Regions from separate parts of the Sus scrofa genome. Here region 2 is linked to region 1. Evidence: chromatin contacts called from public Hi-C data. All regions are on one chromosome and are shown on one strand. Each heading gives the region's core, a stretch centred on a gene start, on an enhancer-like site or on the middle of the called end of the contact. The rest is flanking DNA. Distances are from core to core; before and after follow the strand shown.

Region 1 (6,935 bases), core at 1,625-4,124:
AGAGATTTTCACACTAAGTGTAGTAAGTCAGAAAGAGAGATTCAAATATTGTATGATGTCACTTATATGTGGAATCTAAAATATGACACAAATGAACATATTGACAAAACAGAAATAGTGTCACAGATAAAGAGAAGAGGACAGATTTGTGGTTGCTGGGGTGGGGGTGGGGGTGGGGGGCGGGAGGGGAGGATTGAGGAAGGATGGATTGGGAGTTGGGGTTAGCAGATGCAAACTATTATATTTAGACAGGATAAGCAACAAGTTCCCTCTGCATAGCTCAGGGAACTCTATTCAATATCCCATGATAAACCATAATGGAAAAAATATAAAAAGAATGTGTGTGTATATATACATATGTATAACTGAATCATTTGCTGTTCAGCAGAAATTACAACATTGTAAATCAACTACACTCCAATAAAATAAACCTAACATTGCTTATATTAATCAGTACAATTTCTTTGTCATAGACACTCATGTTTATAGGGACTAAACTGTGTTCCACCCTAAAATTCATGCCTTGAAGTCCCAACCCCCCAGTATCTCAGAATGTCATTGTAAGTTCTTTAAAGAGGCAATTAGTTTAAATGAGGGTGTTGGAGTTCCCATCATGGCTCAGTGGTAACACACCTGACTAGTATCCATGAGGACATGAGTTTGATTCCTGGCCTCTCTCAGTGGGTTAAGGATCTGGTGTTACCTTGCGCTGTGGTGTAGGTTGCAGATGCAGCTTGGATCCCAAGTTGCTGTGGCTGTGGTGTAGGCTGGCAGCTGCAGCTCTGATTTGACCCCTAGCCTGGGAACTTCCATATGCCATGCATGTGGCCCTAAAAAGCCAAAAAAAAAAAAAATTAGTGTGTTAGTATGTCCTAATCCAACATGACTGGTGTCCTTATGAGAAGAGAAGTAGACCAGGGTGCCAGTGCATAACTGTAGGGAGAGGCAGCTGGAGGGTGACCACCTGTAAGCCGAGTTGAGAGGCCTCAGAGGAGACCCAGCCTGCCAGCTCCTTAATCTTAGACTTCCAGGCTCCAGATCTGGAGGCAATAAATACATTCTGGTTTTTTTTAAACCGCTCACTCTGTGGGATTTTGTTACAACAGCCCTAGCAAACTGATCCACAAGGTCGCGTCTCCCCATGTATCATCTTATTTCCTCCTATTTCCCAAAAGGTTTGCTTGTTAAAAATACTGGGAGCAGAGTTCTCATCGCGGCACAGTGGAAACAAATCTGACTAGGAACCCTGAGGTTGTGTGTTTGATGCCTGGCCATGCTCAGTGGGTTAAGGATCCAGCAATGCCATGAGCTGTGGTATAGGTTGCAGATGTGCCTCAGATCCTGCGTTCCTGTGGCTGTGACATAGGCCGGCAGCTATAGCTCCAATTAGACCCCTAGCCTAGGAACCTCCATATGCCGCAAGTGCAGCCCTAAAAAAGAAAAAAAGAAAAAAAAAAAAAGAGCAATGGTGGGTCTTGAAAGGTGTTAGTTTTGCCAGCTTTTCTGTCTCTGCCGTTGTCATCTTTCATGCCCTGCAATCAATTTTGGTAATTCCTGTTCTTATATCATATACACACCCGTTGCTTTTGCTTGATATTTTCCAATTTCATCATGGTCTTGGTCACAGAGGTTTCTTCAATAATTTTTTTTGTTGCATTTTTCTGTCTTTTTTAGGGCTGCACCTGTGGCATATGGAGGTTCCCAGGCTAGGGGTCTAATCGGAGCTGTAGCTGCTGGCCTACACCACAGCCACAGCAATGCCAGATCCGAGCCGTGTCTGCAACCTATACCACAACTCACGGCAACACTGGATCTTTAACCCGTTGAGTGAGGCCAGGGATTGAACCTGCAAGCTCATGGTTCCTAGTCGGGTTTGTTTCCACTGTGCCATGACAGGAACTCCTCTTCAATAAAATTCTTTACCAAGGCCTGCCCAGGACTTGAATTTAGCCCAGTCTGAGGCCCCACAAGAGCTCATGGGTTAGGTGAGCACTGGTTCCAAATGTTTCTCCAAGATTCTCCTATTACTGCATCTCCTTCCCAGCCACTGCCCTCAAAGCCAGTCGCTAACCAACCCCCTAAGTCATAGGTTCCCCTGGCACAGAATCTATCTCTGGAGACATGAGCAGCCCTGTCCGGTATGCAAGGTCAGCAGAATCGCCCATCTCTCTCACTTCCCTGGAGCCAGGCTCTACCTCTGGGATCTACAAGCCTGTGGAATTGTGGCAACTCTCGTTTTGAGCCAAAACCAAGCTTTGCTGATGGAAGCAAGATGCACAATCTAGGGCAGCCCACAAACCCCAAGATAACAGCTTGCCAAAGTGTTTCCCTGATTTGGAGCTTTTGACTAGGTAACCACCCGCTGATAAATGGAGCTTGCAAAGAATACACGGGCCCACCTGTTTGGCTAATTTCAAGTATTTTACATTCAACTTAGGGAAACTGTTTAACACAGCTCCCTCTACTGGCCTGTTAGTCACTCGGAAGCTTTTGGTGTCAAAACCTGAGAGGAAGGAACCAACTTGTACCAGATGAGGAACCAGCTGATGGAATCAAGGAGGAAAGGGCATTGTCTGATGTGAGAACACGAAAAGCTGTATAAGCGGGACCCGCTGGAGTTTTGCCAGTGCTTTTTTGGGCAATCTGCCACCTTGGGTCCCCCTTTGCATCTCAGTAAAATGTCATCTGACAAAAGGGGGCAGTCATCCCAATGGGCCTTGCAAGAAGTACGGGTTAATATGGTTACGGCATTTTCTTCTAGGAACAAATATGATCCCACATTTAGCTCCACAGGAAGTCAACAAGCACAAGAAACAACAGGGCAAAGGTGTTCCAGAAAAGCGAGCCAGAGCACATGAGCACCAGGGGCCCTTTCAAAATAAAGGCAGACCGAGAGGAAGGTAGGCTGCTCCCCCAAGAGTCTGATGTGGGACCTCAGTGGGAGTTCCAGGCTTGGACCAAAGGCTGTTCGTGACCTTTGTCCAACTGCTACAAGCTCTTAAAAAAAGACAGTCCAGATTTGCTTCTTTCATCCTGTAACAGGAAGCTCTTAAGCAGGGCATGCGGCAAAGTCCCTGACCATGTGTCTCCTGTCTCTGCAGGGCTCAGTGCATGCAAAGGGAGGATCACCCTCTGTCCAGCCAGAGGGGTGTGCCACCCCAGCTGCCAGTCTGCACGGCTGCCCAGACTCCAGGTCAGCATCTCGTACATGGGGGCTTGGGGGAGCCCAGTGAGGCACACGGAGATCAAAATGACAGTGCTGATAAAAGCTGGGTTGGTGAGTGTGGCTTCAAATATAGTATCCGGGAGTTCCCGTTGTGGCTCAGCAGGTTCCATGAGGATGTGGGTTGGACCCCTGGGCTTGAGCAGGTTAAGGACTTGATGTTGCTGTGGCTCTGGTGTAGGCCAGCAGCTTTAGCTCGGATTCAGCCCCTAGCCTGGGAATTTCCATATGCCATAGGTGAAGCCCTAAAAAGCAATATAAAAGCAATATAATATATATATATATATATATATATACACACACACACACACACACACACACACACACACACACACTATATATATGTATATATAATATATACATATATAAACATATATACAATATTTACCTATATACAATATATACACAATGTATATATATATACACATATACACTATATATATAACATATATTATATAACATATAATATATATAATATACAATATATTTGTATTCTCCACACGACTCCCCAGTCTTTCCTCCTGTGCTGAATATACTTCTCAGACCTTTGCTGGGATGGTTAAGAGTGGTACCTTCCTGGCAAAAGCCTGCCTCTAAAAAGTTTACAGCACTAGGGAGCAGAAGGAATGATTCCCACCAGGGAGATGCCTGCATTACTCTCAGTTCCCTCTCCCAGGACTCACTGATTAGACAAATCATCCCTCCCCCACCCCTCCCTGGGGAGATGCACAAAGGGTGGCAGGAGGCCAGGAGTGGTGCTCTAGTGGAGGTGTCCACAGGGAGGGAAGCATCCAGAGAAGGAAGTAAGTGTGCCCAACAGTCTCCTTTGGAAGCCCCTGTATGTCCTCCCCTCCCCCTTGAGGGTACAGGTGGGGGCACTCATACACACCGCCAGCACCCCACCCCCCCATGAAGACCAGGTCAGAGGTCCACCCTGAGATTTCGTGGCCTGTGATGACATCCTCTGCTGCTCTTTGTATTCTACACACCCCTTTTTCTCTTTTCTACCTCCTGCATCAGAGCTTGAGCTCCTGGAAGGCAAGGTTGCCCTGCATTATTTTTTTGTGTGTTTGTTTTTTTGTCTTTTTGGGCTGCACCCATGGCATATGGAGGTTCCCAGGCTAGGGGTCCAATCAGAGTTGTAGCCACTGGTCTACGCCAACAGCCACAGCAACACCAGATCCAGATCCGAGGTGTGTCTGCAACCTACACAGCTCACGGCAGCACTGGATCCTGAACCCACTGAGCAAGGCCAGGGATCGAACCTCCAACCTCATGGTTCCTAGTCAGATTAATTTCCACTGTGCCACAATGGGAACTCCTGCTTCCAGTTTTATTGAGAAATAATTGGTGGCTATCATTGCATACATTTAAGGTACAGAGCATGACGTACCTTACATCATGGATGTAAATGACATGGATGGTGAAATGATCGCTATGCTAGGTTTAGATAACATTAGCCATCTCATATAATGCAATACAAAGGAAGGAGAAAGATATTTTCTCCTTGGGGTGAGATTTAGCTGGTTTTTAAGGTTCATCCATATTATTGTATATATGAATATTGAATTCCTTTTGCTTACTGAGTAATATTCCTTTGTATGGACATACCAGAATTTGTTATTGGGTTCAGCAGCTGATGATATTTTGTTTCTTCTTCCTTTTTTTCTTATAGTTTTGTTGATATTTAATTGACATAGAGCACTGTGTAAGTTTAAGGTATACAGCATAATGATTTGACTTCCATATGTCATGAAATGATTACCACAGGTTTAGTGAACATCTATCATCTCATATAGATACAAAAAAGAAGAAAAAGAAAGAACTGTTTTCTTGTGATGAGTACTCTTAGGATTTACTCTCTTAACAAATGTTGTGTATATCGTACAGTGATGTTAATTCTATTGGTTATGTCATATGCATCACTTTTTAAGTGCATCTCTGTCTCCCTGGGACTAGAACATAGTAGATGCTCAAGAAACATTTCTGGGATGGATGGCAGGAAGGATGAATAACATGAATAAAGAACAAAACTGGGAACCCAGAGAGGTAGGGCTTTTTTCTAGATATAAACTAAGGCTTTGACTCAGTATAAGGGCACAGTGGCTTCTGGCCAGGGGGTTATCCTAGAGAAACCCTGGGACCAGCCAGATTCCCAGAGGATGCCAGAGTAAGGAGCATCTGAATCTGAAATTCTTTGGAATGCCAGGGTTTCCCAGGTTGCATCAGCCCCTGGCTTGATCTTCCTGGTGTGGCCCTGGCCCTTTGGCCTGAGTGTGGACTTTTCCTGTAGATCCTGTGGGGTTCCCTCCTGGATCTCCTTCCTCCAGGCTGGCAGACCTGGGGTTCCTGGCCAGAGATCTGGGGTTCCTGGCTGGCAGAGACCTGTTTGGGGTATCTCCAATCTGGGAAACGCAAGACCCGCTCCCAACCTGAGTACAACTGTTAGTAAACTGTAAGCTAAATATTCAAATACTATACATCACACTTTTTTTTTTTTTGGCCTGTATAGACTCAGATAGTGTCTTGCCCAGAGAAGGTAACATACTCAATAAATACTGGTTGGGTACTTAACTGATCCATGTAATATGTTTAATTATAACGATAATAGGTACAGTAGCTTGAATGTTGAATGAGGAAGACTGTAGAAAAGAGATGCTATAAACTCCTACTGTTTTCTGGGATGTGTGGGGCAGCGGGTAAGACATGAAGACTAACCCAACAGGCTTGTGTCCATATTCCACTTCTGCCACATCTTTGACAGGTCCTATAATATTTCTAAACTGCTGTTTATGCTGGGTGTAATCTAGAGATGATCACTGAGCCTGTTTTGTAGGACTGTTCAATCAGAAATAAAATAAAAGAGCATAAAATGCTTAGCCTAGTATCAGGCACACCTTAAGTATTTAACAGATACTTTTAAAAATCGCATATGTCGTTTTGTTTTCTTTATGAGTTAGGATTCTAGGCCAGCGCAGGTGGCTGGGGGACAAGATCGTAATATGTACTCAGGGGCCTGTGCTGGGGTGGTGAAGCTGAGGGTGACCCCACGCTGTGTCACAGCCCCGGGAATCCCCAGATGTGCACCGATGGAAGGGTTTGCTGCAAAAGGAAGAAGAGTAAACAGGGTCAGGGAGCTTACAGGAGCTCAGAGAAAGAGTTAGGAGCAGAGGGGTCAGTCACTAAAGCAAGCTCAAGATGAATCCCTGACAAGAAGGAGTTCCCGTAGTGGCTCAGTGGTAATGAACCCGACGAGTATCCATGAGGACTCAGTTCAATGCCTGGCTCCGCTTATTGGGTTAAGGATCAGGTGTTGCCGTGGGCTGTGGTGTAGATCACAGACACGCTCAATCTGGTGTTGCTGTGGCTGTGGTGTAGACTGGTAGCTGTAGCTCCAATCCTACCCCTAGCCTGGGAACTCCCATATGTTGTTGGAAAAAAAAAAAAAAAAAAAAAAAAAAAGGAAACCCTGGCAAGGAAACCTCATGCTCTTTTTTTTGTTTGTTTGTTTGTTTTAATTGTACTGGAGGATAGTTAACTTACAATATTATGTTAGTTTTGGGTGTACAGCAAAGTGAATCAGCCATACATATACATATATCCACTCTCTTCAGATTCTTTTCCCATATAGGTTATTACAGAGGATTGAGTGCAGTTCCCTGTGCTATACAGCAGGTCCTTGTTAGTTATCTATTTTATATACAATAGTGTA
Region 2 (6,935 bases), core at 1,598-4,097, 140 kb before region 1:
TGTGGTGTAGGCTGGCAGCTACAGCTCTGATTTGACATCTAGCCTGGGAACTTCCATATGGCATGGGTCCAGCCCTAAAAAGATGAATAAATAAATAATAACAGTATTTGGGCCCTACAATTTGTACATGCAGGGACAAGTTTTCATGGCTGGGAAATTCCTTAAAGGGCATTTTTTCTAATGCTCACTTCAGATACAGCCAATGAGGTCATGACGAACATGGAAGAATGTCCCAGAGGATGGAGCCATGAATTATGGAGAATAATAGACCTCTGTCTAATATGCTCATAGGGAGGAAAATCAGGGTCTAATCAAGATAACTATTCTGTCTTCAGAACAGAGATTTTTATATATCTGTCCAGTGAAATTTCATCATTACTATGGCATATTTATGCTGTGTATTCCTCATGATTTTTTTTGTGAGGAGAAGTTTTCATTGTGGTTACTCTGTCTCTACTCCCCACTGTGTAGTTTTATGTGAGCATGTGTGAGATATTTTGATCCCAGGGGGTTGGATCACACCTGGATGTGATTGCTAGACAACAGAGAGGAGTCTGCATCCTCTGGAGGTCCTGGACATTGCAGTGATTTGATGGGGCTTTGGGTTGTCTCAATGTGGAGGAAAACTATTTGTTGTTGATGTGAGAGGAAAAGTGAGATGGATATTTGGTGACTTAAATGTTGGACAGTGGCAGAGAATGGTTTGTGTTCACCAAACCATGAGTTTCCTCCACTTCCTGAGCCCACAGCTGGAAAGATCCCTTGTCCAGCTTTCTGTGTAGTTACACGAGGCTAAGTGCCCAAGTTCTGTGGGTATTAGTGCTTTATGCCACTTCTAGTTCTGGCCCGTAGAAACCTCACGTGGTCTTCCATCTTCTCTCTTCATCTGTAAGCTGATTGGAGGTCAATGCCTAGGGGGACTTTGGAAGACATATTGATGGTAGAGCCTCCATCAACCTGGGTCCCTGAATGACTGCATGGAGCCTCCCTATCACCCACCCCTACCCGCTGGCCTTTACAAACTTCTGTTGTATTAAGTTGAAGACCTTTTCGGGTTTATCTCTTTCAGCAGCTGCCAGCGTTTCCTTCAAGTTACCCACTACATTTTTTGACACCCCTTAATTTGTGTTACACATCAGTGGTAGAGAGAGCAAAGAATGAGCTTTGACTCTGGGCAGTCAATAGTATGGAAAAAGTGGATTACCTTGCCAGTTTGGACACCCCAGAGAATTGAAAGAGGCAAAGCATATGGTCATGGATCCCACTCTAGCCATTGGGTGGAGAGACATTTTACGATCCCCTTTCTGAGCCACCCCCCACAGCCTTAAAATTCTTTGTACAATTCCAGTCATTGAAGTGGTGGCCAGGATTGTGGAGAGAACCTCCCCTTAATGGCATTCAGAAGCTTTATTCTTCAGTGGATATGCTTACAACAAACCCCTCAAACCCCTCTTAGAACAGTTTTCAGCAAATGGGGTCAACCAATTTTTCCATGGAGCGCAAATCCTGGAAATGTCTGACTAACTCTAGCATCATGTCTTAAGGGGGTAAAATAGTTTTGCTATCTGGCCCCAGGAATGTAGGCGTCCTAATTTGAAGTAATAGGAGTGTTTTTGTGTGTTTTTATGTTTTTCTTGGTCAGCTCTACAGTCATCTCATTCTGCAGCCAGAAGCAATTTGTTTCTCTGAAACCATCCAGCTTACACGTTTTGCTTTCCAACCAGGAAGGGCGTTGCGGGGAACAGTCCTGTCTGACACAGCCTGATTCATGATTGCGTTAGGGAAATAGTTTCTTGTCATCCTATTAGAATATGAATTTGGCAGTTCAGTTTGCATAAGAACAGTGAAGAATAACGGTGTTGTTGAGCCTGTGTGTGACTCTGTGTGTCTGTCTTTTATTACGCCACGAGACAAAAAAAATATAAGCAGATGCTCAGGGCCGTGGAGCACATAAGCTTTGTCATGAAAACGGGAAGCAGGTTTTCTCGGAAGGCTGAGTATAGGCCCCATTAAACAGTTTTGAATCTCATGATCTATTTAGGAAGTCTGATAGGAGAAAGCATAATCCCAACTGGCTGACTCAACTATAGAAGGGCCGGCAATATGAGGTTGTACTTGATTTTTGTTGGTGAGAGGGAGCCCTCCACCCCTTCTATTTAAAAATTTTTTTTCCCTCTTTTTAGGGCCACACCTGTGACACATGGAAGTTCCCAGGCTAGGGGTCAAATCAGAGCTGCATCTGCCTGTCTATGCTACAACCACAGCAACGCCAGATCCGATCCTCGTTTGCAGCCTATACCGTAGCTCGCAGCAATGCCACATCTTTAAACCCATTGAGCAATGCCAGGAATAGAACCTACTAACTAGTTGGGTTCTTAACCTGCTGAGCTACAACGGGAACTCCTGACCCATACTTCCTAAATGTTTGAGGAAGATAACTTCAGAGAGCTGGTCTCTGAATTGTATTATGCCATTCATCTGAGAGATTCAGGAAGGAGAATTTGTGATTTGGGAATCTGGCAATGGAATCTTACCGCTGCACTTTGCGACAAGGCTGAGATTGATCCAGTGGCGAATCCTTTCATTCACCAGGTATTTTCTGAGCAACTGCCCTGGGAAGGCTCTAAGACAACCCTGGGGATATGGTGCAGAGCAATGCAGAGAGCTTCAGCCCCCGTGGAGTTTATAGCCCCATGGGGGGGTTGGTGGTGGTGGTGGGGGAAATGGATCAATACAGAGACTCAGTCACAGGGAAGTGTAGGGAACGCTGTGAGATGGGTAGTCTATTTGCTAAGGGAGGCCAGAGAAGGGTCAGCCAACCCAGCTTTGTGGAAGGGTCGGGGAAGGCTTCTTGGAAGAAGTGATGTCTAGACTGTGACATAAGAGATGAGGGGGAAGGAGCTAAGCCTAGGGCTGGGGTCAGGGTCCCTGGTCAGGGAAATTTGGTGAGGGAAGGGAATGTGCCAGAGAGTTGTAAATAGAGGGGATCTTAGAGTAAATTGGAGGAATTGCAAGAAAGTAGCAAATGACTAAATTTGAATATGTGAGGCAGGAAATTTTGAAATGTGAGTGAGCACAGGAGTTGGAGCTTGCTGAGCCTTGTGGAATATTTTTAAAGAGGCTGGACTTTATTTCATGAGAGAGGAGAGTTATTGAACAAGCCTAAAAATAGCTTGACTTCTTAATTCAATTGCTGCACAATTCCTGTTTCTGCAGAGGAGTAAGAAAGAGGGAGGTAGAGCCAAGTTAGCCTCGTCAGATGCACAGAATGGGGAGCTGGAGGTGGCAGTGTCAGCAGGAGAGCTCTGGGCTTACAGGTCCTCAGGACGGGGCTGCTGGAATGTCTTTCTTCCAGCCTCTGCCATGGGCCAATTTTGTCCCATTTCCCCACAGATATTCTTTCTAGGCATCTAACCCACTCTAAGTGATCTGTGCTGGTGTTCCTATGCGAATCAGTAGAAATGAATCCTACTAGCATCCATGAGGATGTAGGTTCAATTCCTGGTCTTGCTTAGTGGGTTAAGAATCTGGCATTGCTGTGAGTTGTGGTGTAGGTTGCAGACATGGCTCAGATCCTGCATGGTAGTGACTGTGGCATAGGCAGACAGCTGTAGCTCTGATTCGACCCCTAGCCTGGGAACCTCCATATGCTACAGATGTGGCCCTAAAAAGCAAAAAAAAAATTTATCTGTGCTAACAAGGTGGAGATGAGGAGTAAATACTGCACAGGGGTAGGCAATCCTAAACCATCCAACAGATTTTGGAATGTGACCACATGAATAAGCATATATGTGAGCATGCGCACATATCTTCTCCTACTCACCTGGGTGTGTACTCTTTTCTTATTTTTTTATTGAAATATAGTTGATTTACAATGTTGTGCTGGTTTCAAGTATATAGCCAAATGATTGTTTTATATTTATAAAAATATATTTATATTTATATTCTCTTCCATTATAGGTTATTACAAGATAGTCAGTGTAGTTCCCTGTGCTATATAGTGACTCCTTGTTTATCTGTTTTATATGTAGTAGAGTGTATATGTTAATCCCAAACTCCTAATTTATCCCTTCCTCTATTCCCTTGGTAATCACAAATTTGTTTTCCGTGTCTGCGAGTCTATTTCTCTTTTGTAAATAAGTTCATTTGTATCATTTCTTTAAGATTCCATTTGTAGCATTTTAAAGATTTTGGTGATAAGTGATAACATATGATCTTTGTCTTTTTCTGACTTTCTTCACTTAGTATGATAATTTCTAGGTCCACTCAGATTGCAGCAAATGGCATTATTTCATTCTTTTTTATGGCCGAATAGTATTCCATTGTATATATGTACCACATCTTTATTTATTCATCTGTCAGTGGACACTTAGATTGCTTCCATGTCTTGGCTATTGTAAATAGTGCTGCTATTAACATTGAGGTACATGTATCTTTTTAAATTATGGTTTTCTCTGGCTATATGCCCAAGAGTAGGATTGTAGGATCATACGGTAACTCTATATTTCAGTTTTTAAGACTCCTCCATACTGTTCTCTGTAGTTGTTGTACCAGGTTACATTCCCACCAACAGTGTAAGAGGGTTCCCTTTTCTCTACACCCTCTCCAGCATTTTGAAGACTTTTTGATGAGAGCCATTTTGACCAAGGTGAGGTAATGCCTCATTGTAGTTTTGGTTTGCTTTTCTCTAATACTTAGTAACATTGAGCTTCTTTTCATGTGCCTTTTGGCCATCTGTATGCCTTTTTTGGAGAAAGCTCTATTTTGATCTGCCCATTTCTTTTTTTGATTGGGTTATTTGTGGGGTTTTTTTTTGATATTGAGCTATATGAGCTATTTGTATATTTTGGAGATTAATCCCTTCTTGGTCACACTGTTTACAAATATTACAGACCAATATCACTGATAAGCATAAATGCAAAAAACTTCAACAAAATGCTAGCAAACTGACTCCAGCAATACATTAAGGAGATCATACACCTTGATCAAGTAGGATTTATCCCAGGGATGTAAGGATTCAGTATCCACAAATCAATCAGTGTGATACATCACATTAGCAAATTGAAGAATAAAACCATATGACCATTGCAATAGATGCAGAAAAAGCTTTTGATAAAATTGAACATCCATTTGTGATAAAAAACTCTCTAGAAAGTGGGCATAGAGGGATTCTACCTCAACACAATAAAGGCCATATATAGCAAATCCACAGCTAAAATTATACTCAATGGTAAAAAGCTGAAAGCATTTTCCTCTAAGAATCATGAACAAGACAGAGATGTCTGCCCTCACCACTTTTAATCAATATAGATCTGGAAGTCCTAGCCACAGCAATCAGAGAAGAAAAAGAAATAAAAGGAACCCAAATTGGGAAAGAATATGTAAATCTGTTACTCTTTGCAGATGACATGATACTATACATAGAAAACCGAAAAGATGGTACCTGAAAACTACTAGAGATAATCAATGAATTTGGTAAAGTTTCAGTATACAAAATTAGTACACAGAAGTCTATTATATTTCTATACACAAACAATGAAAGAGCAGAAAGAGAAATTAAGGGAACAATCCCATTTGCTTTTGCATCAAAAAGAATAAAATACCTTGGAATAAATCTACCTAAGGAGGCAAAAACTCCAAAAACTCTAAGATGCTGATGAAAGAAATTGAAGGTGACACAAACACATGGAAGGATGTACTCTGTTCTTGGATTGGAAGAATCAATATTGTCAAAATGACTATACTACCCAAGAAAATCTACAGAGTCAACACAATCCCTATGAAGTTATCATGGCATTTTTCACAGAACTAGAACAAAAAATTTTTAAATTTGGAGTTCCTGTCATGGCACAGCAGAAACGAATTTGACTAGGAACCATGAGATTGCAGGTTCAATCCCTGGCCTCGCTTAGTGGGTTAAGGATCTGGTGTTGCCATGAGCTGTGGTGTAGGTTTTAGACGTGGCTCAGATCTGGCATTGCTGTGTCTGTGGTGTAGGCTGGTGGCTACAGCTCTGATTGGACCCCTAGCCTGGGAACCTCCATATGCCACAGGTGCAGCCCTAAAAGGACAAAAGATGAAAAAAAAGAAAAGAAAAAAAATTTAAAATTTGTATGGAAACATAAAGAGCTCAAATAGCCTAAGCAATCTTGAGAAAGAAAAACAAAGCTGGAGGAATCAGGCTCCCTGACTCCAGACTATACTACAAAGCTATAGTCATTAAAACAGTATGACACTGGCACAAAAAAACAGAAATAGGGATCAATGGAACAAGATTGAAAGTCCAGAAATAAATCCATGTACCAACAGTCAATCTATAACAAAGGAGGCAAGAATATAGAATGGAAAAAAAATAATCTCTTCAATAAGTGGTGCTGCGAAAACTGAACAGCTGTATGTAAAACTAAGACATTGGAACATTCTCTAACACCACATACAAAAATAAAATCAAAATGGATTAAAAACCTAAATACAAGGCCAGATACTATAAAACTCCTAGGGGAAAACATAGGCAGAACACCCTTTGACATAAATCACAGCAATACCTTTTTGGATCCATCTCCTACAGTAATGGATATAAAAACAAAAATAGACAAACGGGACCTAATTAAACTTAAAAGCTTTTGCACAGCAAAGGAAACCATAAACAAAATAAAAAGACAACCAGCACTCTTTTTTCAAAAGAGCTTTGTTGGGGTATCATTGATATCCAAATAATAGCACATATTTAATATTTATCATGTGAGGAGTTTGGTCATATATACACACCCATGAAACCATCACCACAATCAAGATAATAGACATATCCGATGCTCTTCTTCGTTGGCTTTTTGCTTGCTTGTTGTTATTGTTATAAGAATGCTTAACATGAGATCTACCTTCTTAACAAAATTTGAAGTGCGCAATGTGGTATTGTTACCTACAAGCACAATGTT

The links. Hi-C and Micro-C count contacts between places; a contact is called where the count stands out from the background.
Region 2: a Hi-C map of omental adipose tissue shows a contact between it and region 1, with 1.5 times the contacts expected there. The contact joins two enhancer-like sites. A contact is called at or near these places in 7 of 47 Hi-C or Micro-C datasets (embryonic fibroblasts, fibroblasts, heart right ventricle and 3 more) and 1 of 2 datasets of contacts at active chromatin or transcription factors (skeletal muscle).

Annotation. Positions count from the first base shown.
Region 1 is chr8:40,502,575-40,509,509 of Sscrofa11.1, reverse strand. No RefSeq gene overlaps it. Among named protein-coding and RNA genes, the nearest start is that of LNX1, 33 kb to the right of the region's middle. Within about 2 kb of position 2,874, at least 12 of the 83 cell types and tissues checked have an H3K27ac peak or open chromatin away from gene starts, as enhancers often do. A contact at or near this core is called in omental adipose tissue, where this site is marked.
Region 2 is chr8:40,639,638-40,646,572 of Sscrofa11.1, reverse strand. No RefSeq gene overlaps it. Among named protein-coding and RNA genes, the nearest start is that of LNX1, 170 kb to the right of the region's middle. Within about 2 kb of position 2,847, at least 14 of the 83 cell types and tissues checked have an H3K27ac peak or open chromatin away from gene starts, as enhancers often do. A contact at or near this core is called in omental adipose tissue, where this site is marked.